Regions from separate parts of the Mus musculus genome. Here region 2 is linked to region 1. A link is a contact called in public Hi-C data. All regions are on one chromosome and are shown on one strand. Each heading gives the region's core, a stretch centred on a gene start, on an enhancer-like site or on the middle of the called end of the contact. The rest is flanking DNA. Distances are from core to core; before and after follow the strand shown.

Evidence for each region. A called contact is a pair of places that touch in the nucleus more often than the background predicts.
Region 2: a Hi-C map of olfactory sensory neurons shows a contact between it and region 1, with 4 times the contacts expected there. The contact joins the enhancer-like site here to the promoter of Fhad1 in region 1. A contact is called at or near these places in 10 of 39 promoter capture datasets (the HPC-7 cell line, cranial neural crest, embryonic stem cells and 6 more), 63 of 484 Hi-C or Micro-C datasets (the Ba/F3 cell line, the HL-1 cell line, Sertoli cells and 33 more), 16 of 115 datasets of contacts at active chromatin or transcription factors (astrocytes, bone marrow-derived dendritic cells, differentiating embryonic stem cells and 6 more) and 3 of 9 other capture datasets (adipose tissue, embryonic stem cells and liver).

The regions. Positions count from the first base shown.
Region 1 is chr4:142,009,700-142,015,179 of GRCm38.p6, reverse strand. It overlaps Fhad1 (forkhead-associated (FHA) phosphopeptide binding domain 1), which reads left to right and starts at 3,529. Exons shown (of 32, transcript NM_177868.4): 1 at 3,529-3,635. The coding sequence starts at 3,543.
Region 2 is chr4:142,242,920-142,248,671 of GRCm38.p6, reverse strand. No RefSeq gene overlaps it. Among named protein-coding and RNA genes, the nearest start is that of Gm35531, 7.5 kb to the right of the region's middle. Within about 2 kb of position 1,786, at least 14 of the 459 cell types and tissues checked have an H3K27ac peak or open chromatin away from gene starts, as enhancers often do. A contact at or near this core is called in differentiating embryonic stem cells, epiblast stem cells, olfactory sensory neurons and 1 more, where this site is marked.

The sequences.
Region 1 (5,480 bases), core at 2,280-4,779:
GAACGCTGCATGCGGCCACGCCCCCGCAAGGCCACGCCCCTCACCTGCTGACCTCGCCCGCCACGTTGTCATGGCGACGCACGTACACAGGCCGGGCAGTCGCGCGGGGCGCGGGCCAAGCTGGAGACTCGGCAGAGCGCGGCGGGCCGCCTCTTCCTGGGTCTGGCAAGCAGCTCCTAGTCCGCAGGGCTCTCGGAGGAGAACAGAGCCCCAGCTTCCTCCTCCTGCCAGGTGAGTGCGGTTCCAGGGATGACTGGCAGAAAGCAGTGGCGAAGATAGGAGGCGTGTCCCTGCCCGGAGTTCTCCAATACAGGCTCCTGTTACAGGGCACTGTTCAGACACCAACCATTCCACCTTAAGTGCAGTCACACCCTGTCGCCAGACGCATCCCACATCCCTTAGGCCCCAGGATCGCCCCCTGGTGCCGCTGGAATTAGAAGGGGACTCTTTCCCTTAGGGGGTCATCCACCAGCGGGCAGAGAGATCCCTTACCAGACCTCACATGCCCAGCTATAACTCAAAAGAAAATGTACAGCTGGCTCCCACACTAAGTAGCCCTCATCAGAATATATCTTCCAAAGTCTGCCTCTAACCCATCTCTAATCCATGGTTGACGGAAGCTGTTTGGCTCATATCACAGTATCAAGAGAGAACCAACACAGTTTAACACCCTCAAATGAATACAGTACTTTCAGGCAGATGGGGGACTGTACAGGACTAGACAAAGGTGGAGAAACACCACCTAACCAAGGCAGTGAGAGAAATAGGCTGAGCTTCCAAAGCTCCGTCTAGGATTGATCCCAGAGAGGGAGGGAATGAAAGGTAGTGTCCTCCCCAGCCAGAGCTGAGCTGCCTTCCAGGTATCATTTTGGCCTTTCAGTATTTACAGAGGACTTCCATCTGCCTGTCGAAGAAGCTCCTGGCTTAGGAGATGAAGTAGTGGCCCAAACTGTCAGGATGGCAGAGGGCCCCAAGATTTCACCCTAAAGCGAGAAGCTGATAAGGGAGGGAATAAAGGCAGAGACTCCTAGACCCTCCCCATGCCTTGTCTGTCCTGCATCAGCTCTGGGGTCCGTCATGCAGGTGGGTGTGCTGGGAACACAGTTCCCAGGAGGTCAAGGCAGAAGAGTGAGACGTTCAGGGTCATCCCTGAATGCCTGTCCCCGATGAGGCTCAGTACAGGGTGGTGATGGAGAGTAGAGACCCTGAGTGTCCTTGTCACAGCTAGAGGGGGTTTCGTTTCTATCTCCAGCCTCTGTAACTCTGCTTTCCAGAAGTTTCTCGGAAGAAACAAAAATGAGGACTTGTTCTTAGACCTGGCGTTGAGATGTCTCCCGGGCGCCTGGATGCAGCTCGGTTATTATTAAAACAGAAAGATACATTATCATCAATGTTTTAGGAATGTCGGATGTCACTGAAGTGTTGATTTTTTTTTTTACCTGTGCAGAACTTATTTGGTGTGTGTTATAAGAGAGAAGTAGGGATGGATGAGTGGGAGGGACAGAAAACACGGCATTCTGGTCACAGTGGTACACACCCATAATCATAGCACCGGGAAGGAGACTGGAAAATGAGTTCATTTATACTCAGCTATAGAGTGAGTTTGAGGACAGCCTGGGCTACCTTGAGAACTTGTCTAAAACCCCCAAACCCAAGAATGATGACAAAAATATTAGCAAACTCTCCAGGTAGTGAGCTCAGAGGAATTACACCTCTACCCCTTCCTTTTCTTTCTTTTGATGTGTCTGGGGTGGGGGTGGGGGCATGGCAGCACTGTTCACACTCAGTGCCACAAAGGTCAGAAGAGGGGATTAGATCCCTGGGAACCTGGGTGATGGATGACCGTGAGCCACCATGTGGATGCTGAGAATCAAACCTGAGCCCTTTACAAACCTGAGAAGACAGTGCTTTTAGCCTCTGAGCCATATTTCTGGCTCTCTTCGCTTTTGTTTCTTTCTTTGTACCCTCACCTACCCTCAAACTCACAATCCTCCTGTCTCAGCCTCCCCAGGGCCAGGTCACAGGCACGCACCACCACATCTGGCTCTCTGTCCACTTTAAAGATCTCCGTATATTCGACATTTTCCTCATAAGATGATGGAGGGAATCTGTGCAGAGTCCTGATCACATAGAATCCTTCATCTTCGTACTTTGCCTTTAGAAGTCAGTCCTTGGACCAGGGAGATGGCTCAGCAGGTAAACGTACTTGCCAAAGGAGCCTGGGGAGGTGTGTTTGAGTTTTGATCCCCATCACCCACCCACAGCGGAAGGAGGAAACAGATGCCTGCAAGTTGTCCTATGATCTCCATATGCTTACTGAGGTGTACAGATATCTCAGTAACACACACACACACACACAGTTTTAAAATAAAAATCGAAAGCATCCTTTCCTAATTTCAGTATATGGAGAAGTGCAGCAACTTACAAAGCAAGAATCAGTTGAAGCCTGCTTTTTCCATTGGCTGACTCCTGGTGCTTTGAACTCACTGGGAGCCTGTGGGTCTCTGACCTGGAGTGTAAGAGGCCCAACTTAGCATCAGTAATAGCTGATGGAGTCTGTTGTTGCCAGGCAACCTGGGAGAGAGTAACTCACCCGCAGTGTCTGAACTAGTAAGCGCTGGGTCATAACCAAGCAAAAACGAGCAGTGGGTGTCACGAGCAGTGGGTGTCACGGAGAAGAAGGCCGAGGGAGGGGGCAGCCGCTGTCTGTGACATTTGGGTTGTGGTTGGGATATTTGGAGCTCTGTTTTGTTTCTCTAGTTAAGAAAAAACATCGGGAATCTGGAGAGGTGACTCGGGTTAGTTAGAGGTTCTGGAGAGGTGACTCGGGTTAGTTAGAGGTTCTGGAGAGGTGACTCGGGTTAGTTAGAGGTTCTGGAGAGGTGACTCGGGTTAGTTAGAGGTTCTTACTGCTCTTGCAGAGGGCCCAGGTTCAGACCTGCGCACCCAGGTGGCATGGCAGGTCACAGCCGCTTGTAACTTCAATGCCAGGGGATCTGATGCCCTCTTCTGACCTCTGCATGCCCCTGCATATACCTGGTGCACATACATACCCTCAAGCACATATATGTTCACATAAGATAAATAAATAAATTTATTTTTTAAAAAAAAAAGAGTACATTCTGCTGATGTTTAAATGGACCAGTCATGTGAAACCGCGCCAATTCCTCCCCCAGCCCCAGACCCTTTTCTATAAAAAACCCATAGCTTTCAAGCCTCATGGTCGAATCCACTGTCTCCTGCATGAGATACTTTTCGACCCGGAGCTCCACCATTAAACTACCTTGTGTATTTACAGAGAGAGAGAGAGAGAGAAAAATGCCTTGAATTTGATTATCATATTTCAATGCTTCTCTGTTAGTGATCACTATTAGGAAAGATGACCTTCAAAAGACAGAGCTAGTCCATCACCTGGACACTCCCTGTCTCCCTCTCCCTCAGGACTCCATGACATCAGGAGACCCCAATTCATCCACTCAGGCTTAGAATGTGTTTCTCTAACCAAACCCTTTCTGGACCCTCCTGTAGGGAAATCAGAAAGAATGAAAGCGTATTTGAAGAGCGCTGATGGCTTTTTTGTCCTGAATAAAAGCACCACAATCGGCAAGCATGCAGATTCAGACCTCGTCTTACAGGTGAGGTACACGGCGTACGCCTGTCCCATGCACCCCGCCCCCCCAGCTCTCCTCCATGTGAGGTAGACTTGAGTCTCCCTAAGCCCAACTGCCACAGGTAGCAAGCAGCCAACTCTGTCCTTGGACAGCCAAGATCCATGCAGGAATCTTCCCGATGGCAGAGGGGAGCTGGCATTTGGTATCGGAAGGTGATGGGCCTTCTGTTAGTTAACAAACTCATGTCCTTACAGGTCCCAAATTGCCCCCCTGTCCAGAAGCAGCGTTCTGGGGGAGCTTAGAAGGGGTGCGCGGGGCAAGTACATTGAAGTGTTCTTCTTTACCATGTGCCCAGGGAAGGGTCTCTTTTTCCAACACCCCTCCAAGGCCTTCCCTTTCCATAGCTTGGCTCTAAGGGGCCCCTGGAGCCCAGGAAGCTCCAAGGTGAAGCCTTGGGCTTAGCCGTAGTCTCTCGTAATTGAACTTCATTTTCTGACGAGCTGTGGTTTGGTGGTCCAAAGCCTCAATTCACTGACAGCTGAGGAAGTGGAAGAAAGAGATGAATAATGAAAACAGAGACTCAGAAGCTCTTTAAATATTCAAGCAGGCTAAAATATTTTAGAGAGACGTGGGATGGGGCCTCCCACAGCAGAGGAGCTAGCTTCCCTGAAACCTTGCGCCACAAGCCTTTAATAAGCTTTTTTTTTTTTTTTTTTTGAAAAGGGAGACGGAGTGTGCCCCTCACACTGTTTCCTGGGTGGTTATGCTAGTGTGATGTATGTATAACAGCATCAAAGCAGTCCAGAGCACGGGCCGTATGTATGTGTGTAGCAGGGGTTGCCTGTGGAGGGTAGGTACCCATGATTTTATCATGGGTGCAGATTCATTTGCAGAAGCCAAGATGCCAAACAGCTCACCACCGGAGATCTAGACACCACTTCCTAGTTACAGTGGCCCCTCCCACAACCACCCCTAAGCCCTGAAACCAGTACTGTCTTCTCCACGTCGATAATTCTGTTGTTTGAGGAAAGTTACTTTAATTAAATCATACGGTGTGTGATTCAGGGTTTGATTTGAGTTGGTTTCCCTTTCCCTCAGGCCTAGAGATGCACTTAGGTTGCTAGCTTGTTTCTTTTTATTGCTGAGTAGCAGACCACGGTACAGACATGGTGCCGTTTGCTTAGCCGGTCATATACTGGAAACGGTGATTATCTCTAGTTTGGGGTCAGCATAGTAAAATAAATAGCTGCTCATTTTAGCTTGCTGTCAATTGCTCTGACAAACACTAAGACCAAAAGCACCTCGAGGAGCAATGGGTTTACTTGGCTCACACTTCTGCAGCCTAGTCCATCACTGAAGGATGTCAGGGCAGGAACTCAAGCAGGGCAGGAACCTGGAGGCAGAACCTGAAGCAGACGTCATAGGGGACACCCATTTACTGCTTGCTGGCTTGCTCAGTTTGCTTTCTTAAACACTTCCAGGACCACCTTGTGCGGGGTCAGCACCATCCACAGTGGCCCGGGCCCTCCACGTCAATCATTAATCAAGAGCATGCCCCGCCCCCAGGCTTGTGCACATGCAGATCTGATGCGGAGGTATTTTCTCAATTGAGGTCCCTCTTCCAAGATGATTCTAGACGGTGCCGAGTTTACCAAGCATCTACTCAGCACGGTGCTGCGTGCTGGACACAGCTTCTGAGTAGGCATGAAAGCCTGGGTATGTGATGGTAGCGTCACATGTCACATGGAAATGTCTGCATGGTACCCAGGGAAACCACCAAACTTGTCCAACGCCGCTGTGCGGCTTTCTTCTCCACCAGCGGCGTAGGAGATGGCCTCCCTCGCCTCACCAGCTGCGAATGCCATCCGC
Region 2 (5,752 bases), core at 537-3,036, 240 kb before region 1:
GCTGGGGTATGGCCCGCAGGAGCCCCGGGACACAGAGCTTTTAAGAGGAGAGGTGCAGTTCCCCTTTTGACCACTGGGGGCAGCCATGCATCAGGAGTGGCTGACTTTTTGCTCACGAGTGTGCAAGGTTTGAGATTGCAGGCTGTAGCAGAGGGCTTACTTAGAATTTGTGAGACCCTGGGCTTGACCTTAGCACTGAGGAAAGAAACATGCCCTTGTGTAGAGGGCAGGTCCCCTCAGCAACCCCCATCCATCCACCATCCCTCTCACCCTGTTTTCTTATCCAGAACATGGGGATATATGTGGCTTTTCAGGGATGAGTGAGCACGGTCCCTGGGGTGATGAAATATTTAGTTTATCACACCTATTGCCAAATTCATACAATGGCTGTTAGTGTGCAGCCAAACTGCATGGGTCTGAGTCTCAGTTCCATTAGGCAGTGGCTGTGTGGCTTTGGGTAAGTGACTCTCTGTGCTGGTGACAGTACCCTTAGCCCTGAGAGAGGGGGTCTATTGTATGAAAAGCATACAAAGTGGTGTCTAATGAATGTTAAGTGCTATATAAATATTTGCCAATGTTATTGTAACATAGATCTTTTGTTCTTTAGTGGTTTTGTTCTGAAAAGCCTCTGTCTTTTAAACTTCTGTTGGAAACCTCCTGACCCACACATAACAAGACTTAGAGGAGAAGAATAATAGGAAGCCCCAATTAGGAAGAGATTTATCCTCTCGTTGTGGAAAGAATCCATCTTGGAGCCCCAGTGTGGTGGCTCATGTCTGCGGTCTCACCCTTTGAGAGGTAGGGTCAGGAGGATCAGGAGTTCAGGGTCATCCTAGGCTACTGAGAGCCTATTTAAAGGAAAAAAATCTGAGCATCCTAGTACAAGTGCATACCATTAATTCCAGAACCTAAGAGGCTGAGCCCACCGGATTCCGTGAGTTCAAGGCCAGCCTGGCCTACCTAGGGCCAAGCCAGTGAGAGGTACAAAAGGAGAGCTTGTCTAGTAAATGTAAACATAAAACTAAAAGCAAAAACAACAATCAACTTGAGGGAGTTGGACTTGATGGTTCCTGTCTGAAATCTCAGCGGGGAGAAACTGAGGCAGAAGAAGAGTATTTCAATGTCGTTCTGGGCAATACAACATGTTCAAAGCCAGCCTGGGCGTGAGGCGCTGCTTTGGAAAGAATGGAACTCGGAGTAGACTGTTGTTGTTCCTATCTGAGAGTCCAGTACTTGGGAAGTAGATGCAGGGGGATTACCAGCAAGTGAAGTCGCTTGCTTGCCACCACACCTGAGAGCAACCTGAGTTGGATAGTTTCTACGAGCTGCCCTCTGACCTTCACAAGTTCACACATGTATCCACAGGCACAACACACACACACACACACACACACACACACACACGGTAATAAAAATATTTTTTAAAAAGAACGTAATGAGACCCTGTCTCAAAACAACTGAACAGTGGACACAGAGGCCAGCTACATCCTGGGAAATGCTTTAATGCCCTCTGTTGCCCAGGGATGGGCCTCAGCCTCTGCCTCTAGACAGACCCTTTGGGGACCACTGAAGGAACAAGACCATGGCCAGGGCATCTGGGACCCCGAGGAGACTGTCAACGGGGCATGGTGAGTCTGTGACAGACTCACAAAAGATTCCAGCTCACAGGGCAGATGGTGAAGGGGAGTTTGGGTCAAATCCTTCACCCACTGAGAACCAGGTCTGAGCAGGGCTGGGAGAAAATCCCATCTAATCCTTCCTGCTGCACCTGTGCCCCAGAGCCCTGCTGGGATCGCCAAGGAACGGAGAGAGGATCAACACTGTCCCCCACCTGTGGCCTCAGCCACAGAGGCAGCCCAGGGCTTGCCAAAGGGCTTCAAAGTCCCTCAGGAGTCCCTAGGAGACAGCAGCTGCAGAGGGACTCTGTATCTCAGGAACGATGGCTCTGGCTCATTACTTAGCTTCTCCTAAGAAATGTCCTTCCCTTGCAGGAGCTGAGGTTCCACTGAGCCAGGCACAGCTCAGAGATTGACAGTCACCTCAGCTCCCAGCAGCCTCTGGTCAATCCAGCCAGCAGCCACCACAAGCATCAGTCAGCGAGGCCAAAGCCGCACAGCTGAAATATATGGCCTGAGACGTGAAACTTGCTCTTGGTTTCCAGAAATGGTGTCTCTGCTTCCTGTGGTGGGAAGCTTCCAAAATGTCCCCCGTGACCCCCATTTTGCTGTATCAACACTAACATTTAGTCTTTCCCAAGGGCACAAGGGACCTAGTGATGCACCCCATGAATAGGATAGGAAAATGGTGATGGGTACCGTTGCTAACGTGAGGACACACTGGCTTTTGCTCTTTTTCAGAGCTCTCTATGGGGCACAGGCTGCAACCCTGAGAGCAGGGGCTTCTGGGATTCCTCCAGGAGGAACCAAATCTCTGCGTGGGAGTGAGCTGGAAACAGGTGCTTTCCAGGTGAACCTTGAGCTGACAGCAGCCGCAGCAGGCACACTGCTGCCACCTACAAGTGATTTAGAACCACAGTGGCCTGCTGAACACCCCCCTCCGCCCCCACCACACTCCATCCTTGCCCACCCCACCCCCCACCCTCTGACATGCCCTACTGTGCCTGCTCCCCTCTCCTGACCACCCATGTTTTGTATCACTATGTCTGGGATGACTTGTTACACAGCAGGAGGAGACTAATGTACTTCCTGTTAATAATTGCAACACACACACACACCACACCACACCCACACACACACCACACCACACCCACACACAGACACACCCCACACCACACACACACACACACACACACACACCCCACACCACACACACACACACACACACACACACACACACCACACACCACACACACACACACACACACACACACACACACCACACCACACCACACACACATACACACATACACACACACACACACACACACCACACACACACACACCTCACACCACACACACACACACACACACACACACACCACACACACACACACCTCACACCACACACACACACACACACACCACACACACACACACACACACACACACACACACCACACACACACACACCTCACACCACACACACACACACACACACACCACACCACACACCACACACACACACACACACACACACACCACACACACACATACCTCACACCACACACACACACACACACACACACACACACACACACACACATACCACACCACACACACATCCACACATACACACACACACACACACACCTCCAAGAGAAAGAATAAAAAAGACAGAGATTAAAAAGCTGGACATAGTAGCTTATACTTCTTATCCCAACACCCAAGAGGAGGAAACAGAAGGATAAGGTGTTTGGGCTAGCTTCAGCTAGATAACAAATGTTAGGCCAGCCTAGCCTACATGAGACACCATTTTAAAAAACAAACACACATGAAAAAGTATTGGGCCCGCTAGACCCCTCTACACACTCTCTAAGCCAATGTTCTGCTCGCTTAGATGTAAAATTAAACAACCATGTTCCCCTGGTCACCCACCAGACCGGGCGCCAACACTGCAGCCCAAGTCTCCAGATTCTCTGAAGTCTTGCTGGAAGGGGAGTAAACAGCAGTTGTCAAGACCTACACCCTTGGCAGGTTCACAGTCCATAGCATGTGGCTACGGTGTATGCTATTGGAATTAGTATGGCCACAGTTAAACCTATTCTGTAGGGATTAGCAGAACCTTGCCTGACTGACTTCTTGGGTTCAAAACCAGCATCACATAAAAACAGGCCCGGGATCCCAGCACTTGGGAGGTAGAAGCAGGAGGGTCAGAAGTTCAAGGTCACCCTTGGTGACATCAGAAATCTTCAGCCAGCCTGAGCTACATGAGACCCTGCCGATAAATAGAAGGGGCTGGAGAGACAGCGTGGTGGAGCAAGAGCTTGCCTTGCAAACCTGGTGACTGGAGTTCTAGCCCTAGAACTCACGAAAGGGTGGAAGGAGAAAAGCAACCCCACAAAGTTATCTTCTGACCGCCACACACGGGTGTGGCATAGGCACACATACATGCACATCACACACACCAAAAAAATTAGTACTGTTTTGGTGTGTGTGTGTGTGTGTGTGTGTGTGTGCCAGATGTGGTAGTCTGGTCTTCATGGTGAGTTCCAGAATGTCCAGAGCTAAAAATAATAATAATAATAATAATAACAATAATAATTTTTAAATGAAAAATAAAATCTCTGCTGCAAATGTTATGATAGAACCATCGAGAAATCTCCAAATGGACTCAAATGTGCATCTCGGAGCATCTAGTCACCACAGTAATGCCTCCAAATAGAACCTTGCTGTGTTTTGTCCCTTAAGCCAATCCGTCCTGTAGCGGTTTTCTGTAATCTTAACGGAGTTCTCCTGGAAATGGAGAGGCAATGCAAGGAACCACACTGACTCCCCTGCCCCTGGGCTCTTTGTGCTTTCTCTGGTGGCTCTCTGTCAGCCTGAGGTCAGGGTCAGGGGATACCATCTGACCTTGGAGCCCAGGCTAGTGCGGTCCCCACCCACTGGCTGGACCATGGTTCTCTCTCATCTCACTGTCTTCTCAACCGTCGGCTCTAAACACTCCAAACCATCAAACAAGTCTGCACAAGGGTCAACGGGAACCCATCGACCCAACCGCCTTCCTGAGCGAGTTCCACATCTGCCTTTCTGCTTCCCTGCAGACGCCAGACCAGATGTGTGGGCCCCGAGGAAGGACAAAGCAAACTAAAGGCTAGGGACAGCTTCCCCACCCCCCACCCCCCCATCTCGCACCGGGTTCCAGGAGGTCCTTTGCAAGTGTGAGTTTCTAAGTCTCATGAGGCCCTAGTTTGAAAATAACAACATAAATAGATAGATAGATAGATAGATAGATAGATAGATAGATAGATAGATAGATGGGTGGGTGGGTGGGTGGGTGGGTGGGTGGGTGGGTGGGTGGGTGGGTAGATAGATAGATAGATAGATAGATAGATAGATAGATAGATAGATGGATGGATGGATGGATGGATGGATGGATGGATGGGTGGGTGGGTGGGTGGGTGGGTGGGTGGGTGGGTGGGTGGGTAGGTAGATAGATAGATAGATAGATAGATAGATAGATAGATAGATAGATAGATAGATAGATAGATAGGTAGATAGATAGATAGATAAAGAGGAGCTTTGAATCCCCTCACAATGCCCCTTGTAGCCCAAGACTCCTTGTGATTTCACAGTTGGAATCCCTGACAGCAAGCCCTGTGTCCACGGGGGTCCACTCTGGGATGTTCCTCTGAATGGGACCTGTCCAGACTCTTCCAGGCAGATGTGAGTTATCAGTTCATGGCTCCCAGATCTTGTAGATCTGCACAGAAAAGTCTCCTTGGTCCTGGGTGGCTTTCTAGGGCATGGCAGGGACTGTGGTCACTCCCTGTGAAGGAGACCATAGACATGAGCACAGGAATGTGGGCCAAGTGTTTCCCAGAACATTCCTGAAGGAAACACCTAGCAGGTGGTGTTCTGGTGGCTTATGTAGCTCAGCCTTGGCTAGCAGGAGACAGCCTGAGAGGACAGGAGACTTGGGGGAGGCCAGGCATCGTGATGTTCTGATCTTTAGTGTGGAGTCTCACACACACACACACACACACACACACACACACACACACACTGATCCAGTCCCTAACTTTGCTGAGTAAGGAGAGCAGTGGAAATCCCCCAGGGTCGTGACCTTGTGACCG